2 separate regions of the Mus musculus genome follow, and region 2 is linked to region 1. Evidence: chromatin contacts called from public HiChIP or PLAC-seq data. All regions are on one chromosome and are shown on one strand. Each heading gives the region's core, a stretch centred on a gene start, on an enhancer-like site or on the middle of the called end of the contact. The rest is flanking DNA. Distances are from core to core; before and after follow the strand shown.

Region 1 (7,146 bases), core at 282-2,781:
ACAGACTTCTCAGCCCCTCTGAAGCAGTCCCTCTTCAGAAGCTGGATCATATTTTGTTTCCTTGGGGGAGTTCACCATCACCAATCCTCCCCTGATGGTGTTGATGCTGACCAGCACACTGTGACCTGCTTCTCTCTGACAGACAATTGTAGCCTAATATTACCATTTGGAGTGATGGGGGCGGGGGGGAATCCCTTGAGATAGGAGTGGAAGATGCCCTTAGAATAAAGGAAATAAAGAGTAAGACACAGGTCTTTAGAAACACTATGAACGAAATCACTGTCCTTGAAGTTTGGTCAGGAGAAACCTCTTGGTTATCTCTAGACACTGCCAAAGTCCAAGATGTGAAGTTTGCTGAAATGAATACCTGTGCAGTTTATAAGACGCCTTAAAATTTATTTAATCTCTTTGCCCTATTTTATGACTTAGAATAACTATGACCCCAAGTCAACTCTCCAGATCACATAGATGGAGAAGCAGAGAGACAAACTGTGGGGCTACAGGCTGAGTCTTACACTTCCATTTGCAATGTCAAACTCTGGAGACGGCCACAAACAAGCAGAAGCACACAACCCTATTGAGTTTCCTGCTCACTTGGTTCCTTGCTCACAAACGATGGAGCATTCACTCGGCATGACTCAAAAGGTAGCCAGAGTCTTACAGATAAAGAGATAATAATCACGATAGCTCAACAGTAGGTAAATAATGTATGGAACAAAAAGTGTTCATTATCTTACCCCAAAAGGAGACAGGAAGGAGACTGGGGTCAGGAGCCTGACAGGGGCAAGGCATTCTTAGGATGGGCATAAATTATACTGACTGCAATCTCACCCCCAGAGGTGTGTGAACAGCCTTCCTTAAGCCACCTGTCCTAGCTGGAGGCCCTGACACCTACCCCTCTTGTTCTCTTCATGATGCCCAAGTCACTGGAGGAAGTCAGAAACTTCTGATCAGGGACAGACCTATTTGGTCACTGAAGCCTACTTCACCCTGGGGTTTATGACCCTGAAGAATCTCTAAGTAAGGGTCTGGATACTCACAGCCTGAGGTGAGCTAGTGGGTAAGGGAGGACATGAAAAGGGAGCATTGTACATGTGGCCTGGAAATATATGCTGTCTCTAGGAGTAGCTCCTGAACTAGGAAGGCTTGGGTGGGACCAGCCAGATACCCCTGTACCTTGGTCCCCAGTTACTACTGAGAGGTTCCCATGTTCACCTTGCTCAGCCCTTCCCAGTTTTCCAATGGCTGTGCATCTCACCTAGCAGACTCAGAGATACCTAGAGCCTACAGGACTCTGGAGGACTGTGAGTGGCCAGGGACGCGAGGCAGGGCCACCGCTTTTCTCCTAGTGCCTGCCTGCTTTACAGCCACAGTCCTCAGGTCCCCCTAGCCTAACCTTCTGGCCTCCCCGCCCCGCTCTCTTCCTTGTGGTACCTGCTGCTTCAGTGCGGTTGACTTGCCGGCTGGTGGTCACGGTCCTCCCGGAGATGAAGGAGGCACTCGAGCTTTTCTGAACCGCGCCTCTGCTCTCCCGGCTCCCAAACGTGACTCTCTATATATCCGGCTCAGAAACTGGGTGTGGGGCGGGAGGAGCGCACCCTCCCTCCGACCTTCCTGGTCGCTGCTGGGCGCCCAGCCGAGGCCTCTGCCAGGGCGGGAGGAGTGCCGGGGCCTCGGACGCACAGGCCCCGAGGATGGCATCGCCTGGGCTTCGGGTGTGTTCCCCCTTGGTGTGCATTGTTGGGTGAGGGGAAAGTTAGCTGGGATGGCGCCCTGTCTGGAAAAGCAAAGGAAGGAGGGAGGGGAAGAGAGAGAAAGAGTCTGATTTGATTCATTGCAGGAGCGATCACTTCCTATTGCACTGGCAAAATGCACTCCAGATCCCATTTATCCATCTCTTCCGCACCACACGCCAGGTGGATGGAAGCTGCAGAGGAGCTCGGCAGGGATGCGCCAGCTCAAGGGCTTTTAAACAGTCAAGGGGTGGCAGGTGTGTGTTTTGGGGGGATGGGAGGGGGCAGGCAACAGGGAGGTTTGAGGTGTGGAGAGCAGAAACCTGATTCTTGCTATCTGATGCGCAGAGACCATGGATGCTAGGGGAGAAACAGGCAGAGGAAATCTCTGGGACTTCCCCAGGAAACGCTTTCTTTCATCTCTTGGTAGCTTTAACAATTTTATTTTATTTATATTTAGTTATTGGTAAATTTTAGACAGAAACCCTCCAGCTGCCAGGAAGTCATAGAATGATGGACCGCGGGAGAGCAAATTTCCCCCCAACCAGAGAGGAAACCTGGCCAACGCCCACCTCAGTTCTCTGCACAATGTGGAAGATAGTCTTCCAAATTTATAGTCAGTTAAGGAAAGTGGGAAGGAATATGGCCCCAAAATTATTCTGAATCTCATTATGACAGGTGATATGCACACAAAAACACCAACTTTGAATCGTGAAAAGTTGAAATTAATGAAACAAGGAACTCCATCCATTAAAAAATCTCACACTTCTCTTGAATTTGCTGATTCTGGACTCTGTTTAATTAAGTATGTTAAGGGAAGTGTAAACCAGAGATAGTCTTACATAGGTGGCTATGTAAAAGCAAGAGAAGAGAACAGGACTTGACAAACATGCAGTTACACACACACACACTCCACTGGAGAAAATATCTGAATGTGTCCTCAGACCCAAATTCTGTGAGTATACTTGAAATGATCCAGGAAAATGATGGTAACAAGATATAGAAATCTTTCACTTGCAACCCCAGCTCTTCAGTATGCTAGGCCAAGAGGGTGGCAAGTTCAAGGCCTCCCTGGGGGCTACCTGGAAAGTTCAAGAGCAGCTTGGTTAAAAATATGAAGATCCCAACTCAAAAATTAAAAATAGGGCTGAGAATGTAGTTCTGGGGTGGACGATACTCTTGCCTACCACAATGAGGCCCCAGATTCAACCCTGAATGTTGCAAAATAAAACATGCAAAAACCCCTAGTCACATAGGTAACACAAGGGTTATAACTTTTGGGAAAGTAATTTAGCAACACACTTCCTTTTTATTTTTTGAGACCCTTTGATAAAAGATTTCTATTATTAGGGCATATCCAAAAGAATGCACAAAACAAGAATTGTGTGGAGAGTTAATTGCTCACTATGGTTATTTGTAAAGTGAGAAATTAAAAGGCTCACTTTCTGAGGAGTAACCATAGGTGAATGCAGCATTATTAAAAAATAAAAGAAAAGTAACTTAAATATTATCATTGAATGGTATTCATATGTATGGTGGGTTCTGCCTGCAAGAACCACTATTGCGAAGCATGTAGGCTGAGTGGCTTACACCAGAGACAGCATCCTTTTGGCACTTTGCAGGCTGCAAGGCTAAGGTCAGGTGTCTGCTGGGCTGATTCCACATTGGGTGTGAAGGAGAGTTTATTCTGTGCTGCTTGTTGAGTACTTCTAGTGGTCTTCTGGCAATCTCTGATAGTGTGGGGAGCAGAAATATAAAGCCATGTGTTCATGTGTTTCAGGGTTCTCTGGAACAGAGCTGACAGAGAGAGAGAGAGAGAGAGAGAGAGAGAGAGAGAGAGAGAGAGAGAGAGAGGACACTCATATAGAGACAGACACAGACACAATCTATTAGAGTGGCTTATAGGCTATGGTCAGGCTAGTCTAATAATGACTGTCTCCTTATAATGGCCATCTCCTGATGCAAAGGCCAAGAGTCTGGTTCAGTCCACGAGGCTGGATGTCTGTCTCAGCAGTCTTAATCTGGTGCTGGAATCTCAAGGATTCCTGGGGAGCTGCTTGTTTTAAGTCTATGTTGTAATCTGAAGAAGTAGGTTCTAACACCAGCGAAGGAATGCCTCAGCATCAGGATAGATGAGCTTGTTAGCAAGAGTAAGGTCAGGCAGACAAAAGCAGAAAAGCTTTCTTCTTCCATGTCTTTTTATGTGAGCTGACACTAGAAGGTTTGAGGTGGGTCTTCCCGACTCAAATGACCCAATCAATCCCTCACAAGTGTGCCCAACTACTTGAATTTTAGATTATTCCAGAAGCAGTCTAGTTGACACCAGGACTAGCCACCATGGCCAGCCTATATCTTCATATGTCTCTTTCTGTGTTTTGGACGTGCTGGGGGTAATGCTTCCACACCTGATAAGGATGTAAACACATTTCAACTGGTGGGCTGGATGGAGGCCTAGAAAAAGCATATGGCCTTGTAAGGCAAGGAGCTTGTGTGTTTGACTGACTTGAGATGGGGCCTCTGCCCAGGTGCCTAGAGATTCTGCAGTGGAACCATCCTGAGCTACATAGCAAGGCTCCAAGACAAATGGCCAATCAGCAGTGTATAACAGAACGGCTAGGGGAGGTTAGACACAGGTACCAAAGAGACCAAGAAATGCAAATGGCGGCCAGAAGCTGAAGAGCCAAAAACCAACAAACAAAAAACCTTCCTACAGCTTTTCAAGGTAGTGTGGCTCTATAAACTCTAGGAATGTGAGAGAGTAAATTCTGTTGCTTAAGCCATTCACATTTCTATCAGTCCCAGGAAATTCCTAGGGTACACTTTCATGATAAACTTGTTTTTTATTACTACTTTTAATTTTTTACAATTTAGTTGTTGCCCTCCTCCCAGTCTGCTCTCCCACAGTTCCTCATCTCATTCATCCTCCCCCTGTCTTCAAGAGGCTGTCTCCCACCCCTTCCCCTGGTCAACCCCCTCCCCCACTCCCTGGGGCCTAAAGTCTCTTGAGGGTTAGGCACATCTCTTACTGAAGCCAGACCAGGCAGTTCTCTGCTGTACATTTGTTGGAGGGCTCAGACCAGCTACTGTGTGCTGCCTGGTTGGTGTGGCTCAGTGTCTGAGAGATCTCAGGGGTCCAGGTTAGTGTTGAGACTGCTGGTCTTCCTATGGGGTCACTCTCCTCCTTAACTTCTTCCAGCCTTTCTCTAATTCAACCACAGGAATCCGGGACTTCAGTCCAATGGTTAGGTGTAAGTATCTGAGTTTGTCTCAGTCAGCTGCTTGTTGGGCTTCTTGGAGGACAGCCCTGCTAAACTCCTATCTATAAGCACACCGTAGTATCAGTAATAGTGTCAGGCCTTGAAGCCTCCCCTTGAGATGGATCTTAGTTGGGCCCGTCAATGGATCTCCTTTCTCTTATCTCTTCTCCATTTTTGTCCCTGCAGTTCTTTTAGACAGGAACAATTCTCAGTCAGAGAATTTGACTGTGGGACAGCAACCTCATTCCTCCACTTGATGCCCTGTCTCTCTTCTGGAGGTGGACTCTACAAGTTCTTCTCCTCACTGTTGGGCTGAACAGTTCTCTAATTTTTATCTTTTTTTTTTTTCTGATTAATTTTGTTTTTTGACAGTTTCTGAGGATTTTTTCCCCACTCCTTCCCATTTCTCTTCCACTGCTTCCCACTCTCCCCCTTCTAATCCCCAACTGTCCCTCTCCCCAGATTCACACTTGTAAGTTTGTTTTGTGACCCTTTAGTTTAGCCAAAGCCATCAGAGTGAATACTTATAGCCTGTTGGGGTAACAAGTAGGTTCCTAGCTGGAAGCAATGATCCTTTTTCCCTCTGCCTCTCTGTGAGTCCATCACTAGCCAATGGCACAGCAAGGAAAGATTCCCCCTGCAAATCCTCCTCTACCTACACCTGATTATTGGCAGGCCTTTTCTTGAGAAGACTCAGTGCAGGCACTGTGTGAGAATTCTTAGCTGCTGCGAGAATTAAGATTCTTAATCTAATTTTGAAGGGCTGAGCAGAGAATTATACTAAGAATGTTGTACTTGCAAACCATCTTCTCCAATAGCTTAAGCCAGGGACAGGATGCTGGCCTCTGCAGTGTGGCTCTGGGTCCCCACGTGGATGCAGTTTCTCCCAACACAAATTCATCTTCACTGAGGCTTGATAAGACAATGGTACAAGGTCAAATCTTGCACCCCCTGTTGCTCCTGGCCAACCTTGAGAAACAATTTATCATACTGACTAATCTCTACCTTCAAAGCTTCTTCATCAACTTTGCTCAACAGCTTAGTATCTTGTTCAACCCTATACAACAAATATTTATGATAGGAAGTACAAGATGTTCTAGACATAAAATCAAATAGCAGATCACTCTGTCAATACTCTAAGATCTAAATGAAAAAAACAGTGCTCCATAGGAATCTTATTCTCCAGTGCTTTCTGTTTCAGTAAATGCAGTTTCTGCTGGTATTATCACAGAATAGCTTTGATTTTTATCTACATAGAACCATAAAAATATAGTGTTTAACAACCAGAAAGCTGGTGACATGCCTACGATGTTAATTCACAGTGGAAAGACTGTACTTTTTTTTTAATTAGATATTTTCTTTATTAACATTTCAAATGCTACCCCAAAAGTTCCCTGTACCCTCCCCCCGCCCTGCTCCCCTACCCACCCACTTCTACTTCTTGGCCCTGGCTTTCCCCTGTACTGGGGCATATAAAGATTGCAAGACCAAGGGGCCTCTCTCCCCAATGATGGCCGACAAGGCCATCTTCTGCTACATATGCAGCTAGAGACACGAGCTCTGGGAGTACTGGTAGTTCATATTGTTGTTCCACCTATTGGGTTTCAGACCCCTTCAGCTCCTTGGATACTTTCTGTAGATCCTCCATTGGGGGCCCTGTGTTCCATCCAATAGATGACTGTGAGCATCCACTTCTGTATTTGCCAGGCACTGACATAGCCTCACACGAGACAGCTATATCAGGGTCCTTTCAGGGAAATCTTGCTGGCATATGCAATAGTGTCTGGATTTGGTGGCTGATTATGGGATGGATCCCTGGGTGGGGTAGTCTCTGGATAGTCCATCCTTTCAGGAAAGACTGTACTTTACTTCTTCTTGTTCAGGGTGGTTGTATCTGTTCTCTGTTGCTGAATAACCACTTAACATCACATTGGTGTTTGAAGGAGTGCACACATGCTCTCCAAGGCCTGGGGTAAGCTCTCCAGGCAAAAAGGAACCTGTAACTGCCTATAATTGAAGTTCTTGCTCTCAGCTTCAGCCCATTGGTGATTCAGAATTCTCTTGGGAGCTCTTCCCCAGCTGATGGTAGATAGAATTTATAACTAACTCTTTTAGGCTATTCTAGGACCCAGGTCTTCATTTTGTTGATGGCTATT
Region 2 (6,730 bases), core at 1,981-4,480, 46 kb before region 1:
GAGTATATTGATAAGCACCATTATGCACAGGAGGACATGGAAGGTTTGTACATCTGTCCATCAAATGGAGAAAGTCTGAGTTGAAGAACAGATGTAAATAATATTAAAATGAATCATTTTTCCAATATTACTTGAAGGTATGGTAGAAGCGATTTCCCTTGGAAATACTATCTGGAATGTGTGTTGGTTTCTTGATTGGTAAGAAGGAAATTTATTCCTGGCTAACATTTTTTTTTAAAGTACATTAAGGGAAGATATATCTTTGAAACAAAACAAAATAAAGCAAGGCCATCAATCAAATGAACACTCAGGAGGGAGGCCTGGGTTAGTGCCAGCAGTTACACATTCATTCATTCACAAGGTGAACCCAAGGCTCTAGCATGGACTGGGCTCTTCCCACATAGGGTAAAGCCAATGTCTGACCTGATCCACCTCATTTAGGAAAGAAAGTTAGAGACTTACAGCACAAGACACACTGGTGAAGTCAACAGCAGCCTTGAAGGCAACACGTGCTGAGGACAGGATGCTGAGGGGACATGTTACTGAATGTTACTCAAATGTACCTCATAACCTTTCATTTTACTTTGTGTGAATGTGACGATTGCAAGTCATATCATGGGTGTTGTAGGTCAGAGGAAATGTTTCAGGGATCAGAGCTCTCTTTCCATCCCGTGGGTTCTAGAGCTTGAACTCAAGTTTTCAGTTGGAAGAATTACATAGGTGGCTGGAATGGCTGATGTCACTGTGCTACTTCTCAGTGTTTATGTCCGGGAGAAGAAGAAGGACCCAATGAGGTCTTGGCAGGAGTCTACACTTACTTTATGTTAAACTGAGGTTCCAATTCAGGAGGCAGAAGTGGGAAGAAGGAAGTGGTAGGAGACATTAAATCTGGGATTTTCTAGATGTCAGAGAAAGCAACCCTGGCAGTGCATGACCAGGCAGTTTCTAAAACCCCTTGGCCAGGCCTACTAGGCCTTGTAATAATTAGATAAAACCTACCTTCTGCCTTCCCTTGTTCTCCTTGACACCATGGTTTTTTTGCCATGACCAAACAAGTTTGGTTTCCTAGAAGTTCTCTTCCTAACCCCCAAATCACCACAACTTTCCTGTGCCTTCCTGTGTGGCCCCATTTCAGCACTTAAAAAACCTCTCCCAGATGGCCCTCACATTCAGGGATGACTGAGAGTCACTGATTTATCTTAGGTCCTCTTGGCCCATGGTGAGCTTGAGACACTGTGCCCCACCAGGTGTCACCACACCCATGGCAGTACAGCTTCTGTAGCAGCGCTCTGTGTAGTTACCAGCTTCTTATGCTAGTTTTCCTCTCTGTCCTTTGCTCTTCCTGGCACAAGACTTCATATACTTTCCATCCAAATGTCAGTGTGCCTTATTACCCCAAGGAAAGAGAGAAGTCATCTCAGTGTTTTGGCTTATGCCTGTAAGATCTCAAGAGAGGCTGACGTAGGAGAGTCAAGAGTTCAAAGTCAACCTGAGCTACATGTTGAGACACTGTCTCAAAAAGACTCAACAAAACTGAGGAGATGACGCATCCAATAAACTACCTGCCAAGAAAACATGACCAGAGTCCAGACCCCCAGTACACATGTAAAATCAGGGTACACATCTGTAATTTCAGCTCTGGGACATACAAACTTCAGGAGCCCTGGAGTTTGATGGCCAGCCAGGCTGGCAAATAGGTGAGCTTTAGGTTCAGGGAGAGATCCTGTCTTAGAAAATAAGGTAGAGAGATTGGGAAAAACATCCAACATTGAGTTCTGCTTCTCCACATACTTACAAACATGAGTATGTATACTTCTACACAGGTGGACATACATGAACACACGTGCACACACACACACACACACACACACACACACACACACACACACACACACACCAAAAGTATGGGAGATATTCAAGTTGGATCCCAAGGAACCTTCCATTTAACTCAGAGGCAGCAAACACTTTGATTACTGGACAGGAGCCAGAAGCCTGGAAGTGGAACCAGACCATAATTTTACTCAAGACTGTCATAGAGGACCATTATGGGAAAGTCGCATGCCCTGTGAGGCTGTAGCATGGCTCTTGGGGTCTGAGGCCGCTTGCCAGGTTGAATGCAAGCCAACTGTTAGGAAGCACCAGCAGTTTCCCAGTCCATCTCAAAGAGCTAAACACCTGTGTCAGGTAATGTTAGTGCCTCTCTTAGACACAGCGTCTTAATTGCTTTTGATGTGACACATGATGGGAACACATCAGCAGCCGAAACCAGCATGAGACAAGACCCAAAGTGCGCAGTTCAGTTCTACACAGGGGCGATGATTACGGATAACCTGAGTAGTGAGTCAGGTGGAGCGGTAGGGGAGCACCCCTTTGGGAGCAAGCTGTCTTAGAAACACGTCACTCCTAGATGGTCTACTCACTAGGAATCCCAGTAAGGAACTGGGACGCTTCAGTCAGAATGCCTGCCCCTGTTAGAGAGTCACTCCTTAGAGATGGGGTCAGTAACACCATGCCTCTGACCAAAATCAGAGTTCTCATTTTGAAAATAAGCTTTTAGCTGGGAATGGTGCTCTACTCCTGTGATCCTGGCACCTGGAAGGTGGAAACAGGGGCATCAGACATTTAAGGTCATCTTCAGCTATATACTGAATTTAAGGTAGTGTGGGTTATACAAAACCCTGTCTCAAAAACAAAACAAAACAACAACCCACCCCTCACCCCCTGGTAAACAGAATATTAAACTTTTCATACTGGGTAGTCTCCAATTGAAAAAATTTAAACATAGTATTTTCTTTTAAAGTTAGAAATAATCTCTGGGTCCTTTTAACATTAAATATCTGGATATTTAAACCACAGCCATGTGACACAGTTGTCTGGGAGTCAGGACTTCTGAGACATTGAGACCCCAAGTTTCTTTTAGCCCTTAAGGAAGCTCCCTGGTGTGAGGCCCTTCTAGGCTGGCTATGAGAACCATTTCTTTTGAGTTCAGGGGTCACATGAAGCCTTTGCTACTCTCCCGAGGGTCTTGTCTGCACCTGATCTAGCCAGACCATACTGACTACAGCAGGGAAAGCTACACATATGGATCTGGTCTGCACACCACATTCACCCTTGCTTTCCGGGTATAATCATTCAGTAATCACTGCGAAGTGGCTGCTTGTGCCTTAGAATCAGTGGGTGAAGGAGCCAATGCTTACGCAGCACACGGAGACCGGGAACTAACTAGATACAGGCTGTGCCAAGAACAGAGGGCACGCTTCATTCCTAGTCCACAGACCTCTCTGAAACTTCTGAAGACCTCTGCAAAGACTTGGGTTTTGGAAGGGACCAGCACCTTTATTATCCACACATAGTACAATGACCAGATTGTACTAGGCAAGGCACCCCAGAACCACCCATGGAGTGAATTAAGTGGGGGTTGGGAAGCGGAGGTTTTATGAACCCATTCAACCCAGAATTTCAGATTTCTTTATAGCATAATGTGATAACTATGTGTAATCACTGCAGTTGATAACAAATCCTCAGATAGTGTCTGTCAGGAAAGACCTAGTCAAAGCAGGTGGCTCGCTAGGTGCAGAACTTCATCTCACCTTGGGGTCAAAGCATCTGCTGCTCCCTCTGCCCAGAACCCATTTGGTTTTCTTTCGATTGCTTTGAGACAGTTGCATTGTAGCCCAGGCTGGTGCTCATTCTAGAAACCAGCCTGGCCTCACACTTGTTGTGGATAGCCCTGGTGCTAATTGTATTTTGATGCTAATTCCACTTCCCCAAGAGGGGTTGCCTGGGATAATGCATGAATCACATACTCAAGTGACTTCAGGAGAACGTTCCCCTAATAAATAAAGATTTCAGGGGACCAATAACTGGGTGAGGAGTAGGCAGGACTTCCAGGTCAGAGAGATGAAGTGGGGGGGGGGGGAGCAGAAGGAGGAGACTGCCCAAAGGGCAGGTGGAGACCAAAATGTAGGTAGTGGAGGCTCCCAGTTCAGGTGGCAGATCTGTTGGGATCTGCTACCGGAGGATTTAACTTAGAATGGCTTAGAGACTAGGATGCTAGTTGCTGCACCCAGTGCTTGAGTTACCTGTTAATTCTGAACTAAGTTTGTGTGGTGTTTCCCTTCACGCAGCAACTCAACTGGGTTCCAGAGAGAAAGGTACAGTGGCAAAGCGTGGCCCAAAAGGCCTTAGAAATTTGAAAGCGTGGGGCTGGCATGGCAATGGCCCTCCATGGGAACTTAACAAATTGGGTGGAGAGATTTCAGAGCTCAGGGTTAGAGAGTCTGCAAAGATGAGAACAGGCTGGCCTGCCTGATGGTGTCTGGCTGGCGTAGCATGGATTGCTTTCTTAATATTTCACGCAAAACACACTGATGGCAATGCTGCTGTCTCAGCTTCAGATGTGCATTGCTACTCTATCGAGCATATTCTCCTCAAAACACTTTCCTGGGTTGGAGATGGCTCTGAGGCGAAGATCACCTGCTGCTCTTTCAGAGGACCCAGGTTGGGTTCCTGACACCTAAATGGTGATTCACAATCATCTGTAACTTCAGTTTCAGGGTATTTGAGACCTTCTTTTGGCCTCTGCTGGCTCTGCACATGTATATATGTGATGCACATACATGCATACATACAAGAAAACCTCTTAGACACATAAAATAATAAGAAAAACTCTTGTGTTTTGTTCTGCAGATCTCAGCAGCTGAACAACACATCCTAGGCACCCCTTTTTATGTTTTATGTCCAAGTGACTCCTTAGTGTGTGTGTGTGTTAGTTCCTCCATAAAATGTGCGGGAATTTTCATTGTTTATTTTTATGACATTTTTGTCAGTGGTCTCATTGTAGTATCAATTACAATGAGAGAATAGGGTCATGTCCTCTCAGAGGGGTGGGGGGTGGTGGAGGGGGGTGGGGGGTGGGGGCCCATGTTTACACAGAGCTGTGTCTTCCTGGGAGCCATTTCCTCAAGCTGCTGTAACTCCTTCACAAGGCTGTACATTTCAAGTCCTCACAGGCCTCATGTTCTCTGAGGTTGGCTTCACACCAATTTAAGGAAAAGCCAGTGAAAAAGCACCTCCTTCAGCATCTCTCTGGGAAACCAACTCATGCCCGTGGAATTTGGTCTTTGGGTTTTAAAGTTTTACTTTGTGAGTTTCTTTGCCAGCATGTGTGCATGTATGTGTGCATGGTGCCCACAGAAGTTAGAAAAAAAAGTATCAGATCCCCTGGAACTAGAGTTACTGAAGATTGCAAGCTACCATGTGGGTGCTGGGAACTAAATCTCTGTTCTCTACAAGAGCGGCTATGCTCTTCACTGAGCTTCTCTCAAGGCTCATGTCTGTATTAGACACAGGCCAGCTTTTCATCTTCTGTCATGCCTAGTGGCCCAGGCCTTTTGCTGAGGACCTTATTCTTTGGAAATGGGGAGAGATATAAAATAGAGTTGACAGGCATCCACTGGCTGTTTATCAAATTCTCAGTTACTGATGATGCAGGACCTCTCTTTGTGGGGCTTGATGAAAGACACCACTTTACCTCTGACACTGAACTCAGAATTGTGTGCAATTTTTGAGTGACTGGTGGTTACCACACACCTTATGCAGGTGTAACCTTTGTTCCTGTACAGAGGCTCAGGTTTTTTTTTTTTTTTTTTTTTTTTTTTTTTATGTACATGGAGTAATACGGCAAGGATGAAATCTTTGATGCCCTCAGAGGAGGATCATGTTGGGATTCACAGGGTGATTTTGAGACCCTTCTCACTCATTAGGATTCAGAGAGGATATTGGTTGTTGTTCTTTGGGAAATTAGACAGATATTATGAACTGAGAGCTCCTTTATTTTATTTTATTTTATTTTATATTTTATTTTATGTGTGTTGATTTAAAGTAATGATTCCTGACTTATAGTGGTCTACAAAAATGAGCCTGGTGGTTCAAGCCTGTACTCCTAGCTACTCAGAAATCTGAGGCAGGTGAATGCCAAGTTCAGAGCCAGTCTGGCTTATTACGGAGACAATCTGAGGCCAATCTGCATAGTGTGGTGAGATCTGACTCAACAATTAAAAGGAGGGGTGGAGTGTATTTAATATTCTGGAAATATCTTCTACAGAGACTAGAACTTTTGCTGGACCTCACAGCCAGAGTTAGTCATATACCTTAAAGTCACTAAAGACAGCTAGCCTACTGTATGCTCAGACTGTTTTAACCTGATTTTAAGAGACTCACATAACAACCAAATTTTATTGCTTAGGACTTCCTATATTGTCAACTTTTATGATCTAAACTAATGGAGAACAGTATCTTAAGTTATCTGCTCTTCCATGCCCCTGACCAGAACATTCATGTATATCAATCATTTAGTGAAAGCTACAATTGTAAAAGTTGAGACAACTTCCTAAAATCTACTACAAAGCTTGAAAGCTTCCACTTATGATACTGATTTATAAACAATGATGTTTGTTATCTGGATCAGCTGGAGCTGGTGATTTAACTCCTTGTAAAATTGTTAAGGGTTTCTGAAAAGTATCCATTCCATTTCCATGTGTTGGGGTCTGTACTGTCCAATACAGAGCAAAGCCTTCTGTTAGGATCAGATACACAGCACACACTGATAGTTACACAGCTCACTCATGTACACACACACATACACAGACAGAATGGACACACAAGGACAGAAGAGGCACAGATTCAGACTCATGCAGGAGACAGGAGATGGAAGACACAGGAAGAGCAT

What was found. HiChIP or PLAC-seq counts read pairs in DNA pulled down with a chosen protein or histone mark.
Region 2: an H3K4me3 HiChIP or PLAC-seq map of intestinal crypt epithelium shows a contact between it and region 1, with 5 read pairs. The contact joins the enhancer-like site here to the promoter of Far2 in region 1. A contact is called at or near these places in 1 of 39 promoter capture datasets (macrophages), 1 of 484 Hi-C or Micro-C datasets (cerebral cortex), 4 of 115 datasets of contacts at active chromatin or transcription factors (embryonic stem cells, intestinal crypt epithelium and neural progenitor cells) and 3 of 9 other capture datasets (adipose tissue, liver and pancreatic islet).

The regions. Positions count from the first base shown.
Region 1 is chr6:148,041,801-148,048,946 of GRCm38.p6, reverse strand. It overlaps Far2 (fatty acyl CoA reductase 2), which reads right to left and starts at 1,531. Exons shown (of 12, transcript NM_001347516.1): 1 at 1,435-1,531.
Region 2 is chr6:148,089,806-148,096,535 of GRCm38.p6, reverse strand. All of the region lies in intron 1 of Far2 (fatty acyl CoA reductase 2), which reads right to left. Among named protein-coding and RNA genes, the nearest start is that of Far2os1, 25 kb to the right of the region's middle. Within about 2 kb of position 3,230, at least 4 of the 459 cell types and tissues checked have an H3K27ac peak or open chromatin away from gene starts, as enhancers often do. A contact at or near this core is called in adipose tissue and intestinal crypt epithelium, where this site is marked.